Linked DNA regions of Sus scrofa: regions 1, 2 and 4 are each linked to region 3. A link is a contact called in public HiChIP or PLAC-seq data. All regions are on one chromosome and are shown on one strand. The core of a region is the stretch at or near the end of the contact, and the rest is flanking DNA. Distances in the headings are between cores, read along the strand shown. Region 1 overlaps DAB2 (disabled homolog 2). Region 2 overlaps DAB2 (disabled homolog 2). Region 3 has its middle 170 kb from the start of DAB2. Region 4 overlaps LOC106506472 (a long non-coding RNA gene).

Region 1 (5,307 bases), core at 2,720-5,219, 300 kb before region 3:
TAGATGGAAGAGCCTCTTCTATCAGTGGTTACGTAGTTGTTTTCTACTTCAAAAATGGGATTTTCTTTAAGATGTTTGACTTTAGAGGCAAAGATTGAAAAAAGAAACTCCAAGCAAAACCAAATAACACCACCACCACCCAACGCTGATGTAGTAAAGCACGGCTGACATTTTCCTTTAAGATATTTGAGCACCTACTACGCGTGCCATTCCAACTTCTGATCCAGAAGTAAGTTATTTGTTTCCCATCTGGATTAGCATTGTGCCCCAAGACCAGAATGGTTCAGCATTCTTCATAGGTCGATGCAAGCGCTCAGACAAATATTTAAATGCATTTGGCTTAATTCTGCTACACTAAACGGCAACACAAAACACTTTAGCATCTGTATTACATATTATAGATTAGAACAGGTCTTGGCCCCTTAATAGGACACTTAAAATACGAAAAATAAGTGAGGTCATGTGAGTGAAATGTTTAGAACAAGGAGGGCAGCTACACCCAACATGGTTACATCAATGAAGTTACTCTTCGCTTTCCAGTTATTTGGGTATGGATCAGTTCTAGACATCAGGGGCTCAATTGTCCTGCCCAGAGGAGATTTAATGGTACCTTAAGAGGTAACATCTAAGTGCTTGCACTGGTTTATGAAGCATTGCCACATTTTCTTGCTTGACTCGCACACTTAATGGTTCCACAGTATGTAAGAAAGACGGTCTTCTCATTTTCAGCCTAGATGTGTCCACCTCTAGAGTCTAGCTTGCCTAAAGACCACAGACAATGAGAACAAAACCATTTTCCATCATTAGCTTAGTTATAAGTAATTTCTTTATGGCTTCTCCTTTAATTTCGATTTGGAGGCAACTCATTTCACTGATGGAGAAAATGAAGCTCAACTGTTATATCTCGTCTTAAATAGCAAAGCTGGGTTGTGGACAGTTATTTGTAGTTCAAAGTCCATGCTCTTCACCACTAACCTATGTTGCTTCTTCAAAGCCAGAATTCCAATTCTCTCCTTCTAAGGGCATACCCTTGTGTCTTTCAGTTTAAGGTGTGATCTCTGCTAAACATTAGTCTCTGATTAACATCAGTCTTTCTTAGGACTGTTCTGCAAGGTGACTAATGGTCAGAGCCATTGAGTAGCATGCCTGAGGAATGGCAGTACTGTCATTCCAAAGCAGACCCACGGTCTACATTCTTTACTTCACACAATGTAGACTTACTTCTAGGTATCTCCTCACTGGGATTTCTGCCATTGCTAGCCTAGCAACATACTTCACAACTAGGTATTTACTAAATACTCAGATAAATATCAAGATTTGAATCTTAAAGATTTATGCTTGAATCCTAGCTCTGCCACTTACAGATACGACCTTGGGCAAGCAGATATCTACTGATCATACTGGGGTTAAGAAATGGAGATATCTCTTCTACCTTAAGTTATTTAAAGTGAAAGTCAAATGGGAGAATGGGACAGTGCTTCATAAACCATAAACATGAAGTGCTGTAGATTCCTTTACCGTTAAGGAGAGGCCTTCATGGGCACTTTGGCATGGCTTGAAAAAACAAAATAAAAAGTTTTATAGGTTAGAGAAAACCATCTGGTTCAAAGGTAATGATCTAGTTTGCAGAATTTTTTTTTTTTAAAGATGTAACTGGGATAGTCTCCTAATAAATGCAAATTAATTATATTTTGAAAAACTCTCAAATGGGAGTTCTTTTGTGGTGCATTGGGCCAAGGATCTAGTGTTGTCACTGTTGTGGCTCTGTCATGGCATAGATTTGATCCCTGGCCTGGGAACTTCCACATGCTCTAGGAGAGGCCAAAAAATAAAAATTAAAATTAAAAAACCCAAAGGAAAGGAAAAAAATTGGAAACAAGCTGATAATATGAAACTAAGGAGGAGGTTGATTTTCCAAGAATCGAGAAAGAAATACTTAAGATAGTAGGAAAAATGTAAAGGTCTCTGCTTTTTCATCTTTCTGAGATTCAGTTAAACTGAGTTATGTTTAAATGCTTTGCTTTATTACTTTCATGGCTGTAGGAATTCAGTTACTTTGTTATGCTTTCCACTGAACAACTGAATTATGAACATTAATGTGAAGGGCTTGTTGAAATACAGCTGGATGGGCCCTACTACTCATATTTGGTTCAGTGGATCTGGGATGGGAACAGAGAATTTGCATTTCTAACAAGTTCCCAAGTGATGCTGATGTAGCTGGTCTGGGGACCACACTCTAAGAACCAGAACCAGTCTTAGCTGAGTTCTCTCTGGTCATGAACTACATTTAGCTAACTAAGTGTCCCATTTTTTTTTTTTTTTTTTTTTTTTTTTTTGTCTTTTTAGGGCCATACCCGCAGCATATGGAGGTTCCCAGGCTAGGGGTGAAGTTGAAGCTACAGCTGCAGGCCTACACCACAGCCACAGCAACGTGGGATCTGAGCCGCATCTTCGACCTACACCATAGATCACGGCAATACCAGATCCTTACCCTACTGAGCGGGGTCAGGAATCGAACCCAAGTCCTCGTGGATAATAGGTTCATTAACTGCTGAGTCACAATAGGAACTCCTAAGTGTCCCATCTTGAAAGAATGAATGAATTTAACAGTTAAATGAGAACTTATGGCAGTTCATCTGTTACATGAAGATCTAAGTCTGCATCATATTGCTAAGGAGAAGTAAGATAGCTTTTTACCCAGAGAAAATATTAAGCCATAAACCCCTCACTCCAATCCCTTCCAGGCTGGAGAACGTTTCAAACCCAGCTTTTCCAGTCTTCTTACTTCCTAATCTACCTGCTCCTTTTTCTCCATCGTTACCTAAAAATCTAAGTGACAGCGCTCATGCATTCTGCCTCCTGGTAACGTCCCTGCAGGTGACACTCACTCAGCACCACCCCATTCCACCCCCCAGTTCACTCAAAATTTTACAGTAGTTAAAGGTCACTTGCCGCTAGCTAGCTTAGGGGCTAAGTTATAAGTTATGGCAGCAGAGAAACATTGCCAGGCTGCTTCTATATTGAGACAATAGCTTTTATGTTCCTGAAGCTTCATAAGCCCTACTGTTTCTCTATTGCAACAATGTAGGAATTAGCAAGAATTTGAACATTTGGAGTAAAATTTTGGATTAGAATAAGTTGGGAAGAAGAGGAAAAGGATAAGCTGGGTAGAGAGGAGATTCTACCTCACTTAATGAAAAAGTAACTTCCATTTTCAGACCAGGAAGCAATTTGTTCAGATTTTGCTTACCCTGGAGTCTCAGGCTTCCTTCCAAGGTAGGAGAAAGAGTCAGGAAGGGGAGTAACCATGGCAACCTGCCCAGCTATGAGGGCAAGGACAGTATGGGGCTCTACTGACTCAGACTTTTTATTTCTAGCCGAGGCCCTCAGTTTAGTCCGGGTGGTCCCTCCTTTCCCACTTCCTTCTGCTATGATGCTGACTTCAGGGGGAAGGATTGCTCCCTTTCTGTAGAGAGTCTGGGGGCGGGGGAGGGAGGTGGGAAAGACTTAAATGAGACCAGAGGAGGTCAGCTTGACCAAACTAAACTGCAGGCGCCAGGCAGAGAACAGAGAGTAACTCTCAGTCCGTTTCGCATAAGCCCAGCAAACTCCCTGGCTTTGTTAATATTAGGTGCTTAAGTGATTAACATTTTTCAGGTAGGCGGGTGGGGTCCAACTTTGACAAAGAAATTCCCTATTCCACTGTCAGTTTTCACCCAGGTACATAATTCAGTGGTTCAGTGGTTCAGGGAGCAAAATGAAAACAAAACATAAAATAAAGCATTCTAAGCACATTAGATTACCAGTCTTCCCAATAAGCCTTGGGGGTAGGTATTATTATTCTTTCCAGATAAGAAAGCTTAAGTACAGAGAGATGATGCAATCTGCTCATGGTCACATGAGCACCAGTGCTGTCTGTGGGATTTGAACTGAGGCAATGGGCTCCAGAACCCACACTCTCAACCACCACTCCCACCACTCAGCTGTGCTAGGTGGGAAGGGGAAGCCAGCCTGTGTGCTTGCCCCTTATGTCCATACTTAGCGTCATTTGTTCCCCTCACCAGAAATTAGCATGTCCTCTGTAGAAGGGGACTAGATGGCCTCCTTTCCTTCTGAGTCACAGGACTAATCCAGGCAGGATACATTACCATGAGTTAGGTTTCCCTTAAGCCGACAGATCTGACACTACAGCTATTTCAACTAAATGTGACTCCTGCCTACCTCTGTGCAGTTCAGTGGCACAGCTTCGACTTTAGAATTACACAGCAGTGCTCAAGAATTTTCAAATACCACATCCTGTTACACAGGTGTTTCATACTGCCAGTCGAGTTCTCATTCTGGTTCTGCCTGGAGGGTAGAACACCTTATGCGTTTGGTCAAATATCAAAACCTCCCCAACCAGTCCACTTTCAAGCCTTCCACTGGCCATTAGGGCAACTTAACACCCTGGAGAGCTCTGTCTTTGGCACCCTTCTCAAATCTTTCAGCATCTTATTTTTGTCTCCAAGAAAAGCATTAATTAAATCCTCAAGTCAGGAGAGACTGAGGAAGGGAAACACATGAAACCTTCAAAGCTATTCTGGTAAAAAATATTGGTGGTAGCAAGGACAGGCTTACAGACATATGAGGGGAGAAGGAGAAATGAAGCAGTGCATACTGGCTGTACCACTAACAGCCTGTGTCTTCGCAAAGCCTCCTGCTGACCAAAGCTTCTGCCTTCCTGCTTTCTAAATCTTCAGGTAACTGCGGCCGAGGAGGCCCATAAATATCACCCCAACTGGCTGGTCAGTAGCTTCCAGGGATCCCTGGACCCCCTCAAGCCAACGAGCATCTTAAAAGCAATTCCCTTCAACCCAAACAAGATGGCTGAAATCCATTCAACCTCTTGGACAACACAAGTAAGCTAATGCACAGGAATTTAGGCTTTTAGTTGAATCCACAACTATAAAAAGTTTTGAGTGGAAATGCAGACTCTGGATTCTGCCCTTAACAAATGAGGCAAGGCTTTGAATAAGTGCCATGCTCCTGTCCCTCTCTCACATCGTCAGGAGAAGATCTGATGGGTCCAAGATCATCAGAATGGCAACGACCAGTGTGTCAAGGCTCAAAGTTGGAAGACGTTCCCTTCCCATCTGCCTGTTCTGGCCATACATTAAAATGGAGAAGGGTATAGCTTAAGAAGAACTGATTTCTTAGGCAGCCATTTGGATAAGAAGAGACAGGGCCGGGAGTGGGAAGGGAAGGGGAAGTGAAGTTATTCATCACCAACAGGAAAAAAAACGAGACTGCTCTAGGAGGATCCCGATT
Region 2 (4,913 bases), core at 863-3,362, 320 kb before region 3:
TCTACACCACAGCTCACGGCAACGCCAGATCTTTAACCCACTGGAGCAAGGCCAGGGATCGAACCTGCAACCTCATGGTTCCTAGTTGGATTCGTTAACCACTGAGTCACGACAGGAACTCCAGAAAACTTCTTTTTATTTTATTTATTTATTTTGCTTTTTAGGACCGCACTCGTGGCATATGGAGGTTCCCAGGCTAGGGGTGAAATCGGAGCTACAGGTGCCAGCCTATGCCACAGCCACAGCAATGCAGGATCCAAGCCACTTCTGTGACCTACACCACAGCTCACGGAAACACCAGATCCTTAACCCATTGAGCGATGCCAGGGGTCGAACCTGCAACCTCATGGTTCCTAGTCAGATACATTTCTGTTGCGTCACAGTGGGAACTCCAAAAATTCTCTTTTTGGACACTAGGTGTCCAAAACATGTAGCAGCAATGGAATTGTTTTAAGGTATGTGGTATCCTTTATATCCTTTCACTGTTTGGGGTGAGCAGTTACAAGGGGCAAGGGAGAAAAAAAAATAGGGAGAAAAGGTTCCTTTAGTATTTTAGCATATTCCTTGAAGAAAAGGGAGGCATAGGTTGGGTTATAATAATCAAGGGCTGGTCTTCATCACAGGCCATACAATCTAAAAGGTATCTAAGTTCCCTGAAATGACTGGAAGGTAGATTCTCCCCATAGGCTCCAAGACTCAAAAGATAAATCCCTTTATAAAGGAATGTTGAAAGTTTATTGAAAAATTTTAACAAAAGTGTACCTCCAGTTACACGTGTGCCAGAGTGATATACATTCACCTTTTTCTCCAGGTTTAAAGAGAAAACCCCTCATCACAGAATCCCCAAATGCCCCAGTTATCATTTGACATGTGGTGGACAGAAGAAGTCTTGCTTTCAGACTTATGTCCCTCTGTTGGAATGATCAACTTAAATACGTTTAAAATTCAAATGCATAATGCTTCCAACAATGCTACAGAATTGTCAACTAGCTCACAAAATCTTTAGCAGCTTTTATAATGAGCTGATTTTTTGGAAAGACTTTGGGCTGAAAAGAGGACATGGGGACCCAAAGATGCCTACTCTTTTCTGTGACTGCTTTCTTAAACTAGGGAATCACCGAAGAAAGTCTAGTTTGCATCAAGATATGGGATCTGTTTTATTTTATTTAATTTTATTTATTTTATTTTATTTATTTTTTGTCTTTTTAGGGCCACACCCATGGGATATGGAGGTTCCCAGACTAGGTGTCTAATTGGAGCTGCAGCTGCCGGCCTACACTACAGCCACAGCAGCACAGGATCCGAGCCGTGTCTGAGACCTACACCATAGCTCATGGCAACACTGGATTCTTAAACCCACTGAGCGAGGCCAGGGATCGAACCCGCAACCTCATGGTTCCTAGTCGGGTTCATTTCCACTGCTCCACAACGGGAACTCTGGGATCTGTTTTAGAGCTTTAGTAAGGTAAAAGGTGTTTTTTGTTTTGTTTTGTTTTAAATATATACATATAAAGGGGAACAAGTGGGTGCAGGACAACCAGCCAGTATAGTCTTTTTCATTTACTGGGTTTAGTCCAGGGACTCTTCGGACCAAGGACCAAAAATTAATCAGGAAACACACAAGGGGTGTTATCATAAAAGAGGAATTACTAATTAACATTCAAAAACCCATACAAAAAGCCACATGAGCAGCTTCCCCTCTAAACCTAGCTGGTTAGTTTTTCTACTTTTAGGAATGGGCTGTTTCCTTCTTTGGAAGCTGGAAAAGAAATAAGAATACACATCTGGAAACAGATGAGGATCGAACATTATTGTATAGTCTTGACTCCTTTTTACAGTCCATTATACAATAGAAAGTTGTAGATGAAACTAGGCTGAGTCGATGAAATTACCTTCATTTGAGTGAAGATACATAACGTGGATTTTGGACTCAATACCAACCTCTCTGGAAGAATGTGGGGATGATGTCCCCTTTCCATGGCACAAGAATCAGATGACCAGGAGAGATTTTGCAACTTTTTTTTTTTTTTTGGTTTCTCAGAAGGCTCTGAGAAATGTATACCAGAAGACTGTGAGTCATTTTAGGATGACTATGTCCTTTGCAGTAGAAAACAATCTGTGCTGTAGTTTATTTAGCCCTTAAAGTGATTCATGCAGGGACTAAAATCCAGGAATACTCAGAATAGGGACACATTTTCATAGGGACAAATTTTGCTGGTGCATCCTATTCCTACTTACCTCTTCCATCAGTAGGAAAGTACTGACATCAGCAATGATATGAATTAATGATTACAGGGGTCTAAAGCAATACCATGACGAGTTTACCACCTCCCTCCCAGTCTATTATTTTACCCTGTTTTGCTGAGCAGAGGGGGATTTTCTTGATCAGTCTCAAAGCTGGTAAAAGGAATCATTCATGTTAAGAACATTTTAACTGTAACCCCCTTCCACAGATGGGGAATGTTAAGGGGAATGGGACAAACACCTAACCTACCAAGCCCTTAAAACGCTTATCCTGGAAGTTCTATGACATAAATGTGTCTCTATTTTATGAATATTAAAATGTACTCAGGAACACAAGATCAATCACTAATAAGCCACTGCGTTTATTGAACATGATCTGTGTTCCCTTTCCAACTATATATGCTGCTGCTCTTTTTTTTTTTAATTCCATTGTTTTTTTTTTTTTTTTTTTTTTGGCCAAGTCTGAAGCATGTGTTCAATTCCTGGGGGGCCAGGGATCGAACGCTCGCCATAGCAATGACCCCAGCTGCTGCAGTGACTCTGCCCGATCCTTAACCCTATATGCCACAAGAGACCTTCCTAATATCAGTGATTTTAACCTGTATTTTATAAACCACTTTCAAAGTCATAATCTTACTGATTTTAAAATACTAGTTAGTGGAGTTCCTGTCATGGCTCAGTGGAAACGAATCTGACAAATACCCATGAGGACGCAGGTTTGATCCCTGGCCTCACTCAGTGGGTTAAGGATCCAGCGCTGCCGTGAGAGGTGGTGTAGGCCGCCGATGTGGCTTGGATCTGGCATTGCTGTGGCTGTGGGGTAGGCCATCGGCTGTAGCTCCAATTCGACCCCCAGCCTGAGAATCTCTATATGCCATGGGTGCGGCCCTAAAAGAATTTAATAAATAATTAGATACATTAAATTAAAAAAAATACTAGTTAGCTTTTCAGAAAGCACTACATAAACTGAACACAGGAAAGGAAATTAAGGAGAATCCAGAACAAAGCAACATATCCTTGCTAAAGTGTCCAGCATTTTGTATGGGTCAGAAATGTGTTTCTTTGTCCTTTGGAACTTTATGCCTGTCTCAGCTGGGGTACTGAACTAGGACATGTGAAATATTAACCTCTAAGGCAGCTCCTGGGGTCCAAGAGGGCAGCAAACAGCCTTCACCACTATCTTTAAAGTAGCCTTTTGAGAAAAAGGGATGCTTCCAGAAATGATGCAGCCAAATTTCTGATATTTGATGTAAAGCCTAAATTCCTTAGCTCAAATGCCTATACTTTTTACAAAGGCTTATTCTATTTGCAAAGGCCAAGCTGAGTAGACAGTAAGATTTTTGCCACCTATTTAACTGGGGAAATGAGGCTATGTTAATACACACTGAAAAGAAGTCCTTAGGAGATTTTCTTATAAATGCTGACACTGCCGTAGGGGCCTCAGGAACAAAACATGCCTGGTTCAAGGAGGTATACCCTAGTTATGCATTTACAGAGAGCACATACCATTGCTTTTAACCCCTGGGAAGGATGCTACAGGACTTACAGGACCTGTAAAGCTCTGAACCAGAAAACTTTCCCCTATGTTTGGAACCAAGTCAGACCAGAGTTAAGAATTCCCCATATAGTTAACTGTTTTTCTTTTCTTTCTTTCTTTCTTTTTTTTTTTTTTTTTTTAGGGCCACACCTGTGGCATATGAAGGTTCCTAAGCTGGGGTCAAATCGGAGCTACAGCTGCTGGCCTATGCCACGGCCACAGCCATGCAGGATCGGACCTACACCACAGCTCATGGCAATGCAGGATCCTTAACCCACTGAGTGAGGCCACGGATCAAACCCTCATCCTCATGGATCCTAGTCAGGCTCGTTAACTACTGTGCCACAAAGGGAACTCCCACCATACAGTTAATTTTGGGTAGAGATGAGATAGTACAGCAGCTCAGCGTTAAGGCTTGGAAGTCTTACACATTGTCACTACTTTCTAGCTCTGTAGCTTGAGGCAACTCACCTAATATTCATTTCTCTCACCTGCAAAATGGGAATATAGTTTGCATAGTTGTTAGAGGAAATCAACAATGAGAACTTAGGTAGAGGCCTCAGTGCCTCGCATTTAGAAAATGCTCAACCAATGGTAGTTATGGTTAAATCAAGGCTAGGTTTCATGGACGCTATGTGTCATGTATGCAGTCTTGTAATGTAGCTAACATTGCTTTTCCATAGCAAGTGTTTAAACAGCTTTAGAACAAGTGGGACCAATGAGTAAACAGAAACACGGAGGGATGTGGTGCTTTAATAAGTAAGGCCCAGGTGAAAATTTGTCAAGGTTAGAGCCACTTTCTGTCCAGCTTTTGTGGCTATAGAAGGTAGGTTCTGACAGGAAGAGGACTGTGGGAACAAAGTTTACTCTAAGTTACACAGAGAGGCCTGTTTTAGTGAATCTTGAGTCAAATCCAAGCCCACATCATTCCCACTTGGCAATCTAGAAGGTCTACCTTACACCCCCTGAGGAACTTTTATGGGGAGCTCTTAAAACATCAATGTCCCTGCCACACCCACATTGATTAAGTCAGAATCCCTGGAGGAAAAGATGCAGGCACCAATATATTTTAAAGATTCCAAGATGATTTTTTTTTTTTTTTTTTTGCTTTTTTAGGGCCACACCTGTGGCA
Region 3 (5,317 bases), core at 2,765-5,264:
GAATAAATGGTCAGGAGTTCCCATCTTGGCACAGCAGAAACGAATCCGACTAGTAACCATGAGGTTACAGGTTAGATCGCTGGCCTTGCTCAGTGGGTTAAGGATCTGGTGTTCTGTGAGCTGTGGTGTAGGTCGCAGATGTGGCTTGGATCTGGGGTTGCTGTGGAGCTGGCCTAGGCTGGCACCTGCAGCTCCAATTAGACCCCTAGCCTGGAAATATCTCTATATGCCGCAGGTGCGGCCCTAAAAAGACCAAAAAAAAAAAAAAAAAAGAATAAATGGTCAAATCCCATATATCCTAGATGAAGAATCACGTATCTCTCCTTTGGATGTGGTCCATTTGTCTTCAAAATTATGCCACTGGTTATATCACAGACCAATGTGTCCAAGACTGAGCAAGGACTACCACTCCTAAAGAGCTTAGCATTCAAATTCTACTGACTGACTTTATATTAGAAAGTCATTTTTCTTTAAAGAAAAAAAACTGTATTACTGGAAACGCTGAAAAATTAAATGTTCTTTACTGCTGAAGAGTTTTGTTTCCTGAGTTCCAAAATCAGTCTGAAATCATATTTTGTTGCTAACATTAGTCTTAAATTTAAAATGTCATAGTGTGTTTTTTAAAGTTGATTTATGCCAGCACCAGCCATGCCAAGGGAGAAAAAAGACGAAAATATGAAAATCAAATTTTGTACTTGAAGTACACAATGCCTTTTATTACTACCACTCTGAAATATTTTTTAAAATAGTCATGGGAACTGCAAATACCACTTTATCCTCTGAAACAAATATGATGGAATCAAATAAAGTGATTTTTGGTAGTTTTTCGCTTTAATGAGAAAGTGTTTAACAAAGTTTTACATCTATTGCATAACCATGCATGTTCTCTTGGAATATCTTTCATAGAAAATATCATTAAGCATTATCCTGAACTTACCACGATATAAAAGTGATTCTATAGATATAGTAACCACAAAACAATATGAGTTAGGATAAGAGGTTTTAAGGCTAGAATGAAATAAATGAAAACCAACCTATATAGTCCAAAATTGGAAGAAGAGAAAATCTAGAAATTGACTAATTCAATATAAGCCCCAAAATTTACATTTTGTGATAAAATAAAACAAAAAGCTACAAATAGTTTTGAAACTGATTGCTTTTTTCCAGGATTTTAAGAAGATGGCTAGAATATTAATGATTCATACAGAAGACCAAAAAATCACCTTTTGTAAAATTTTCACTGAAAATATTTTTAACTCTAATGCTGACTTATTCTTCATTGTAACTTGATATATTTTTACTTTTTTATTTGCTTTTTAGGGCCGCACCCACGGCATATGGAGGTTCTCAGGCTAGGGGTTTAATAGGAGCTAGAGCTGTGGGCCCGTGCCACAGCCACAGCAAAGCCAGATCCAAGCTGTGTCCGCAACCTATACCACAGCTCATGGCAACGCTGGATCCTTAACCCACTGAGCTAGGCCAGGGATCGAAACCGCAACCTAATGGTTCCTAGTTGGATTTGTTAACTGCTGCACCATGACTGGAACTTCTGATATATTTTTAGAAAGAAATCAATTTGTACATTGGGTTTTATACATGGGAATTTTTGAAGGGTGTGGAGTTGAATAAATACTTCAAAGTGAAGTCCAGTCATAATTCATTCACCCATGAACATTCCATTGTTCACTCAGCAAATATATTCTTTAATAACTGAGGACAGAGCAGTGAATAAACTGATAAAAATCCTTATATATAGGCTGGTAGGGAGACACAAACAATAGAGAAGCAAGTAAATACTTAAAATGGTGATCAGGAACAATGATGAAGAGAATGGAAATAGTAGTTTTAGTAAATAGGACAGTGGGGGAGAACTTTTGCTGAAGAGTTGACATTTGAGTAAGATCTGAAGAAGATGAGACATCTGTCCATGCTTAGTGCAAGGGTTGCCTAAGAACAGCAGGTGCATTCATTCCCTGGCATCTCCACCAGAAAGAAAGAAAGAAAGAAAGAAAGAAAGAAAGAAAGAAAGAAAGAAAGAAAGAAAGAAAGAAAGAAAGAAAGAAAGAAAGAAAGAAAGAAAGAAAGAAAGAAAGAAAGAAGGAAGGAAGGAAGGAAGGAAGGAAGGAAGGAAGGAAGGAAGGAAGGAAGGAAGGAAGGAAGAAAGAAAAAGAAAGAAAGAAAGAAAAAGAAAGAAAGAAAAAGAAAGAAAGAAAGAAAAAGAAAGAAAGAAAGAAAAAGAAAGAAAGAAAAGAACAGCAGGTGCATAGCATCTGAGATAGTGGTGTACCCAGCATCAGGGCAGGTGCCAGCAGTAGAGAGCCTGCCAAAAGGTCCACTCTGGGCAGAAAAGTTATTTTAAAATGTCCTATTTTATGGACTGATGCAGAATTTCAGTCAGGGTCAACCATTGGTCATACGGCAAAAAATTTTTGTGGGTCCCTGTCTTTCTAAATAATTTGATTAATTGCTGATATTTTACAGGCTCCATGAAAGAAGATTTAGAATAATAAGTAGATAAGAGGTATTTATATGTTTACTGGTAGCAATCATCCTGCTGCCAATGAGCAGAGGTTACTATTCAGCGTTTGTTCCTAGTTTCTAGTACTCAGATCCTTACATGAGGCCCTTTCTACCTTCCTGCTAATTTCATTGCCTGATTAATTTGCCCTGCTTCTTAATCATCAATTCAATCTCTAGCCCTTGGAAAGATTCTATATAATTACTGTGCAATTTTATTAGATCAACCAGTATACTTGAAATAGAGACACCAGTTAGAAGACTATTGCAATAATCCAGGAGATGGATGATAGCAAGCAGCTGTGTCAAATACTGCTGATACATTAAAATACATGAGGTCTGAGGAATGATCATTTGGTCATCGGTCTTCCCTGATTGTTCATATTGGCTAATGAGTGCATACCACAAGAAACAGGAAAGTCTTTGCTAAAGTACTCATTCCATATTTCCACAGCTCAATGTTGCGTTTCTGCTTAGGGTTCACAATATCTAAAATTTAATGTTTAATTCTTAATTCTCTGATGTGTCCATGCACGAGTCTATTTTTGAGAACACCAGCACCACAAAGAACATATCAACATGGAAAAACTTTCTCATTTGCTGAACCCATTGGTAAAGAAGAAATTCAGCTGAGAATGTGGAGACTGGTCCAGAGAAACCTTACAGTCTTGTCCACTTTCTTAGTTTCCTAAGAAAGCAACCCCCCCTTTTATTTATTTATTTATTTATTTATGCCAAGGGTCAGAGATTGAATTGGCAATTTAGGCAGCAGAGCCATGGAATTAGCAGGATGGTCAAAATGGCCCAAGTAAGGATCTGAGTACCAGGGACTAGAAATGAGGGGGTGGGGGGAGTCTTACAATAGTTCCTGCTGACCCCCAGCTACAACCAGGGTCATTGTTAGTACTGAGCCACACACCTGGTTAGACAGGAGGTACCTACATGTTTTTTTGGCTTTGGGTCGTAGCAGATCTCAGAATGTGGGTCCATTCAAATTCATAGATAGAGGTAAATAGGCACTTTGGTCAGGCAGTTTCTGACACTAGAAAATGGTTAGAGTGGTCACAACTGTGGAATGATGTCCAAGAATAGAAACTTAGAGCTAGGTCTTATGATAGCAGAAGTATATTCTACATGCAAAACAGGGCTATTATATGGTTTAGATGAAGTAATGTATAGGAAATATTTTACTATATAAATTTCAAATGGTATTATAATAGTTCAGGGGAATTTTTTAATATATGACATTTATATCATGGCATTTTTCAGCCTCACTTGAGATATTTCCAGTAAATGAGGCATAAAACTCAAAATATCAATCGAAGCTGCAAACAGTAGCTTTTTCTCTTTGTGTTTTATTTTCTTAAAAACATTTTAAAGAAATTACTTGAGAATTTAGTTCAGGTTATAAATAAGAAGCATCCAGGGATAAGACCCATCTATGAGTCAGCATGAGTCAGTAATTCAGTAAGCCTGGGAACTGGAAATGAGTTGGAATGTAATAACTTTCTAGTGCCTAAATGTGAAGAAAGCTTTTGAACGCCAGAAATTGCAAATGTCTGTGGTTGTCTGTTTGAAGATGATTTTGAAACACAATGAAATTCAGGGAAAGGTCTTTCAGACAGGACAAAAAGTGGCAACCCTGTCACATTAAAAGAAATATCTGACTTAAGCAACTCAAATGAAGTAAGAAGTTCTATCCTCTGAAATCCTGGAGCATTCTCAGCTAGTGAAAGCTTGGATTGCTGAAAATGAAACTTGAAATAAACCATTTCGGGGACAGATCTTGACAAACTTAATATTATAAAATAAATAGAATTTTCAAGTTTTTTTTTTAACACCATGATATAAAAGGGGTCCCTACCTATTGAAGGAAGTAGCTACATTTGATTTCATTAATGTCTTCAGATCTATGGAGGAGGATAGGTTCTATGGTGATGAGGGTAAAGACCTCTAACTTGTGAATTCCTGAAATAGAAAATCAAACAATCAAACAGGCAAATAATTACTCACTACTAACTACTGCGCTAAGTAACTTAGAGATGAGAACAGGGGTATTGAGAAGTTAGTTATACATTATCAGCAGTAGTGAGATTCTAAGTGATTAAAAAAAAAACAAAAACAAAAACAGAATGACATAGTCAGAGACCAATCAGAATGTGCAGCACAGCCATCTAATAAAGATACCAATTGTAGCCAACCAATACAGCCTTATGGTAAATATTTGCTGAATATAGTCTAGATTATGAGTAAATTCATCTAGCAAATTAATGATACAAATGAGATTTTACTTTTAACTTAGTTTATTGAGTAACTCTCCCTGTCATATACATTACATCCAAAAAGAAAATCAGAATATACATTCAAGTGTACATGGAACATTCTCTAGGATTGACCACACACTGGGACATGAAACTAACCTCAACAAATTTAAGAGTATAGAAATTATTTCAAGCGTATACACAAATTTTGTTCATCTTTATATGTTGGAATTTGATTGCTATCTCACAAGCCATTTGGAAAAGTAGACAAATTGTTGAGGTTGCTGAGATGTAAATTTAAGCATTTTTGAACAATGAAAAAATGAACTGGAATAAGGGTAGATAATAATAGACTAAATTGCAATCATTTCTCAAGATGTTTATAAGAGTATGATAGCTACTTATTTGACTCTAGTTTAAAAAAAGTGGAAATTGGTTCAGTTTGTAGGAAATACTGAGGAGCTTCAGCTATAGCATATGCTTTCCTATGTCTTTGAGTAGTATTCTGTCACTTGTGTTGAATGCTCGGTAGAATGATG
Region 4 (5,590 bases), core at 2,999-5,498, 430 kb after region 3:
TCTCTGTTCTTCCTCTAGTTTGCCCAGTGTCCTTAGCATTGGAAATGCTGATTGGAAATGTGGCTGTGAAAGGTCACAGGGCAGAAAAAATACAAGGCAGCATGCTTATGCTTCGTGCCTCCTATGGACCCACTCACTGGAGGCTGATCACCCTACAGCCTGCTTCTGTTTCAAGCCGAAGACCAAATTCCTGAGGTAGGACCCCTGCTTGATGCATTGCATGACTCTGTCAAGCTTGAATTGATCCAGCTGAAGGGACTGGACAATCTTTAACTGGTTTAGTTTACCCTCAAAAGTTCACTCTTTGAAGAGATCATTAATAACCCCGATCTTCCACTGATGTTCAGAAAGAGCTTTTCTTCAACACAAAAAGCCCATTTCTTCTCTACGAAGGCACCTGGTTCTCAATTCAGTGTCCATGACATGCAGCATCTAAAGAAAGCTTAGGAGAGTTCTGAAGACCCATGGCACTCCATTCTCTCCTCTGCTAGCATGGTCTACATCCTGCATAGGTGGTCCGCTCCCAAAGCCCCAAGTTGAGGAAACTACTCAACATAGAGACCATAAGAGAAAAATCACCTGAGCTTAGCTTTAAAAGATAAGGATGACTCAGGCAAAACTGAATGGCAATGGAGAAAACTGTTCCAGGTAAAGATGAAGATAAGTAAAAGAGCCAAGAATATACATAAGACATTTTCAAGAGAGCGGCAGATGATTCAGTAGAAATGGGTAAGAGAATTTTATATGAGAATGTCAAATTATGTCTGGGCAGGTAAGCAAAGCCTGGGTCATTTAGAATATTGTCTGCCATACTTCTTGTTGAAGACTTAAGGGAAATACTGAAAGATTGTGAGCAGAGGGGAAAACTGGCATTTTAGAAAGATCACTCTAGAGCCATATGAAACCATAATTAGAGGTGATTTAGAAGACTGTTAAATAATCCAGTTGAGAAATAACAGTCATAAGTGAATACAGAGGCAAAGAGATGGAATGAGGAGACAGATTTGAAAATTTGAATATGCTAGCATTGTCAGACAATGACTTCGTTTCCCTCTTACCAGGGCTACTGAGAATCAGAGTATAAAGTTTGAGTATAAATAACATCCTTCTCAATAACAGACTTGTTTTATTTTTGCTTCCGTTCTTCACGCCCCTCTTGCCCAAATTTACTTTTCAAAAGTTAACTTTTATTCCACGTTACTGGTTTCATCCATCTGTACTATGTTCTTATGATGAGCCAGCTTCCACACTTTGAAGAACTCCCAATCCTGTTGTACTAAGGATCCTAGAATCCTGCTTGCTACTGAGGGCTTCCTAGAGTTTTCAAGCTACATAAATATTTTGGTAGGATCCTTTTTTTTCCCCCCGTCAAAAGCAACATCAAGTCTCCAGCTGCTGGGAAATGGTGCTTTTCCCTATCATTGGAATCAATGAGTCAAGGCATATGTCTTTAATGGAGGTTTTGGCAAGCGTGATATTAGAGTTATTATTAGAAGTAAACTGAATAGTTTGTTTTCTGTGCTGCACATACAAATTGATGGCTTAAATCAAACGCTGCAGTTTATAATGCGGTGTAAATATTTACACAGAAAAAAGAGCACTAATCAATATCCAGCATTAAGAAAATGTAACTTTTACAAAATTCCAGAAGCTAAATTATTTCACAGATCACAAGAAAAGGAAGGCCAAAGAAAACCCAACGAGAGTGTAGAAATCCATGTTAGGAAATGGGTTCTACCCTCAAAGAGTTTGGCCCAATTAGCATTTTCTGGTTGCAAAGAAAAGGAGACTCACTTTAGTTACCCCGGATAGTAAAGCAGTGTCGGCAACAGCAAGTATGTGCTATATGAATACAAATGTACAGGAATCTAGGAAAAGTTAAACAACTAGAAAGGAGTCCATGGTAGAGCCATGCGATGGAATCTCCACCTAGATACTAAAGTCTATAAAAATAGCCAACTACATAATTAGTGGCTTATTAATTTTGCCATGCACCACTTAATGCATGTTGAAATAATATGTTCTGTTTTCAGACTTTCTGGATAGCCTGTAATAATATGTCACTAATATCTCTGCTTGCCCTTTTCTATCTCATCACCACTTTCTTGATTCTTTTTTTCACCTTCATATATTTTCTTATGTTACTGTACCTTTGGTACTTTATATTTTTTCTTCTAACTCCAGCCTGATCCTGACACATGACCTCAAATACATGTAATTCTCCATATATGTCCTTTGATATGTTTCCACTTCTCTCTGCATTTCCTCATTTGGTCCAAACAAGACAAGGTCAGATTAGCCTATACATCTTTTCACACCACAAAATTGGTCATTAGGCAGTCAGTCTCTGAAGTTGGGTGGGGAAGACTACGTAGTCCCTGGTATGCCTAGACCTGCCTTTTGAACTATCAGCAAAGAAGTTTCAGTTAGGAAGGACCAAGGGCATGGCACCAAGACTGGTGGGTTAAATATGCAACCCCATAATTCACTCATGTGGTGAGATAGTGACAGAATTCTACCACCTTGCCCCCCCCAAAAAAATTAATTTTTTTCATCTTTTGAGTTTAAGGCCAATTTCCCTGGTACTCACCATGGACTTTCAGAAGGTACACATGTGGTCTAATCAAAATAATGGGTGAAAAAATAATAAGAATCAATGAATCAAAGCATACATCTCTAATGATAACAAATCATGACTTTTAAAAAAATGCCATATGCATTCCAAAGATAAATGCAAGTGAATTTCAGATTATTGAGTATTGTTCTGTATCTTCATCTCTCTCTCTTTGAATGCCACAGTTTCTTGCTGCAACTGATCACCTCCATGGACATTACTGCTCAAATCCTAATGCATCCATTACAACTAATTCCATCTGCATGTGGTGTATTTTGAAGGTTTCCTGTTCTTTTGGAATAAAATAGTCTCATTTCAAAATACGAAAGAGATTAAAGTTATATGTACTTAATAAATGTGGATTAATAGATATATAATTATAACTGGACTTAAAGCTCATTGAAAGAAGGGACTATCTTTCTTGTTCATTTCTCTGCCCTGACCTTGGTACATATTTTTGATATGTAGTATGAGCACAATATATTTTTCAAAATAAATAATCAACCAAGGAGTTCCCATTGTGGCTCAATGGTAATGAACCCAACTAATATCCATGAGGGCGGGTTCAAACCCTGGCCTTGTTCAGTGGGTTAAGGATCTGGTATTGCTGTGAGCTGTGGAGTAGGTTGCAGATGCAGTTTAGATCCTACATTGCTGTGGCTGTGGTGTAGGTCGGCGCTACAGCTCTGATTCAACCCCTAGCCTGAGAACCTCCATATGCCACCAGTATGGCTCTAAAAAGACAAAAAAAATAATAATAATAAGTAAATTAACACTATGTCTACTTGCTCACAACTTCCAAACAGTGGAAGAATGGCAATTAGAGTCTAGCAAGAGCCATTTTTTTTAAAATATTATCAAAAAATGTCTCTAGATTCCACAGAATCACTGAGTAAACAATTAAACTAGAAGTGAAACAGGCTAAGATGCAGGTCTCCTAATTTAATGAGTTACTAGAAAAAAAAGTAAAACAATATACTGCAGAGACTCTAATAGGGAAACAGGTATTTAATTACTCTTGACTGAGATGATAGATAGGTTGATAGATTGATAGACAGGTGCATACCTTTATTCCTGAATATAGCTTCTAAGAGACAAAGCTTGATGTTTACTCTTTGGTGTTCTCAAAGTCTCAGATAAAGAGACAGGATTCTTTGCCTCTTTCTGAGAAGGTAAGATTATTAAAGAACTTATTTATAAGAAATTTACAGTTAACAAAGGGGAAACTGTGGTGAGGAGGATAAATTAGGAGGATGGGATTAACACATACACATTAATACCTATAAAATAGATATCTAACAAGGATATATAAAGCACAGAAAGGTCTACTCAATGTATTATAATAACCTATGTGCACATGTATAATCGATTTACTTTGCTGTACACCTGAAGCTAATACAACATTATAAATCAACTATACCCAATAAAAATTAAAAAAAAAAAGATTCCTAAAAACAGCCTTGAAACGCCTCTTAACCCAGCACAAGTCCTATCCTCTAACAGGAGTTAGATTCCCACTGCCATCTTGGGGCTGAGTTTGTAGGAAATAGCCCTTGCTCTGGATTATCTCTGTCATTTCACTTGGCAACAGAGTAATTAGATTTCTAAACTCTTCTTCATTCTCTAAACAGGAAGAACAAAAGGCATAAACCCCAAAGAATGTTAGTGTGACTCATTTTCAACTTTGTGTGAATAATTTGGCCACACTTGATAAGGGCAAAGGCATGATTTTGCTGTTAATGAGAAATATTTATACTCGTTTTTTCTCTTCATACAGTTAAGTGCCCAAATAAGAGACTTAACTGCTCTGAACAACACTGCCATCTTCCACCCAGTGCTTGTTATCATTAACTGAAATCATAGAAAGGAGCTGCACTGAACTGAATCACTCACCTAACGGCCAAAGTTGTAGAAGCTTGTGCCCTGGGGCTGGATTCTTTCTGCTTCTGATATGACAGCTCTGAAGCCACCTCAGTTGATAAGGTCTGCAGGAACTCTTTAGTCTGTCTAAAAAGCAATATATGGAGTTCCCTTTGTGGTGCAGTGGAAATGAATCTGACTAGGATCCATAAGGACATAGGTTCGATCCCTGGCCTCATTCAGTGGGTTAAGGATCTGGCTGTGGTGTAGGCCAGCAGCTACAGTTCGGATTCCACCCCTAGCCCTGGGAACCTCCATATGCCGCAGATGTGACCCTAAAAAGCAAAAAGAAAAAGAAAAGAAAAGAAAGAAATCTACTGAATGAAAATAAATAAATTTTAAAAATAAAAAGCAATATATCTATTGAAATCACTTGAACCATGGTTCTGAAGCTGAGAAATAATAATGTAGTAAAAGCTTACTGTTATGGACTTAATGTTTGCCCGCCCCTCAACAAAAAAGTCATATGTTAAAGTCCTAACCCCTTTGGGAGGTGATTCGATTTAGTGAGGTCATGAAAGCCGCGCCCTCACGATGGGACTCTGCCTTATAAAAAGAGGAAGAGACACCAGAGCCCTCTCTCCCTCCGGGCTAGGACAAAGAGGTAGCCATGAGAGCACACAGAGAAAGGGTGGCCAGGAAAAGGACCCTCACCAAGAATTGGATCTTCTAGCACCTTGATCTTGGACTTGCCAGACTCAGGAATTGTGAGAAATAGACATTCATTGTTTAAATCACACAGTCTAGGTTATTTTGTTAGAGCAGCTCAAGCAGACTAAGACCTACAGGTAAGACAATTATGGTTTAACTAATTACACAGCTGACAAACACAAATAGCATCCTAAATTTCTACCTCAAAGTCAACTTGAAAACTCTGGCCAAGATGGTGAATTAACTTCATCGTGTGACACACTGTTTTCCTTCAAAAGAATAATTGAAAAATCTAAAAGGAGAAAATCCAAAACATATAACCAGGCTTCCAAACTAAACACTGGTATGGACTGGAATAGGTACCAAAATGCAAAACAGAGAATACAGCTAAAGCCTAGAAGCTAC

The links. HiChIP or PLAC-seq counts read pairs in DNA pulled down with a chosen protein or histone mark.
Region 1: an H3K27ac HiChIP or PLAC-seq map of alveolar macrophages shows a contact between it and region 3. The contact joins two enhancer-like sites. A contact is called at or near these places in 1 of 47 Hi-C or Micro-C datasets (fibroblasts) and 1 of 2 datasets of contacts at active chromatin or transcription factors (alveolar macrophages).
Region 2: a contact with region 3 is called in an H3K27ac HiChIP or PLAC-seq map of alveolar macrophages. The contact joins two enhancer-like sites. A contact is called at or near these places in 1 of 47 Hi-C or Micro-C datasets (fibroblasts) and 1 of 2 datasets of contacts at active chromatin or transcription factors (alveolar macrophages).
Region 4: an H3K27ac HiChIP or PLAC-seq map of alveolar macrophages shows a contact between it and region 3. The contact joins two enhancer-like sites. A contact is called at or near these places in 1 of 47 Hi-C or Micro-C datasets (embryonic fibroblasts) and 1 of 2 datasets of contacts at active chromatin or transcription factors (alveolar macrophages).

The regions. Positions count from the first base shown.
Region 1 is chr16:24,638,697-24,644,003 of Sscrofa11.1, forward strand. All of the region lies in intron 2 of DAB2 (disabled homolog 2), which reads right to left. Among named protein-coding and RNA genes, the nearest start is that of C9, 65 kb to the left of the region's middle. Within about 2 kb of position 3,970, at least 17 of the 83 cell types and tissues checked have an H3K27ac peak or open chromatin away from gene starts, as enhancers often do. A contact at or near this core is called in alveolar macrophages, where this site is marked.
Region 2 is chr16:24,619,324-24,624,236 of Sscrofa11.1, forward strand. All of the region lies in intron 2 of DAB2 (disabled homolog 2), which reads right to left. Among named protein-coding and RNA genes, the nearest start is that of C9, 46 kb to the left of the region's middle. Within about 2 kb of position 2,113, at least 4 of the 83 cell types and tissues checked have an H3K27ac peak or open chromatin away from gene starts, as enhancers often do. A contact at or near this core is called in alveolar macrophages, where this site is marked.
Region 3 is chr16:24,941,652-24,946,968 of Sscrofa11.1, forward strand. No RefSeq gene overlaps it. Among named protein-coding and RNA genes, the nearest start is that of DAB2, 170 kb to the left of the region's middle. Within about 2 kb of position 4,015, at least 3 of the 83 cell types and tissues checked have an H3K27ac peak or open chromatin away from gene starts, as enhancers often do. A contact at or near this core is called in alveolar macrophages, where this site is marked.
Region 4 is chr16:25,371,388-25,376,977 of Sscrofa11.1, forward strand. The region is part of intron 1 of LOC106506472 (a long non-coding RNA gene); the gene reads right to left. Among named protein-coding and RNA genes, the nearest start is that of PTGER4, 300 kb to the right of the region's middle. Within about 2 kb of position 4,249, at least 2 of the 83 cell types and tissues checked have an H3K27ac peak or open chromatin away from gene starts, as enhancers often do. A contact at or near this core is called in alveolar macrophages, where this site is marked.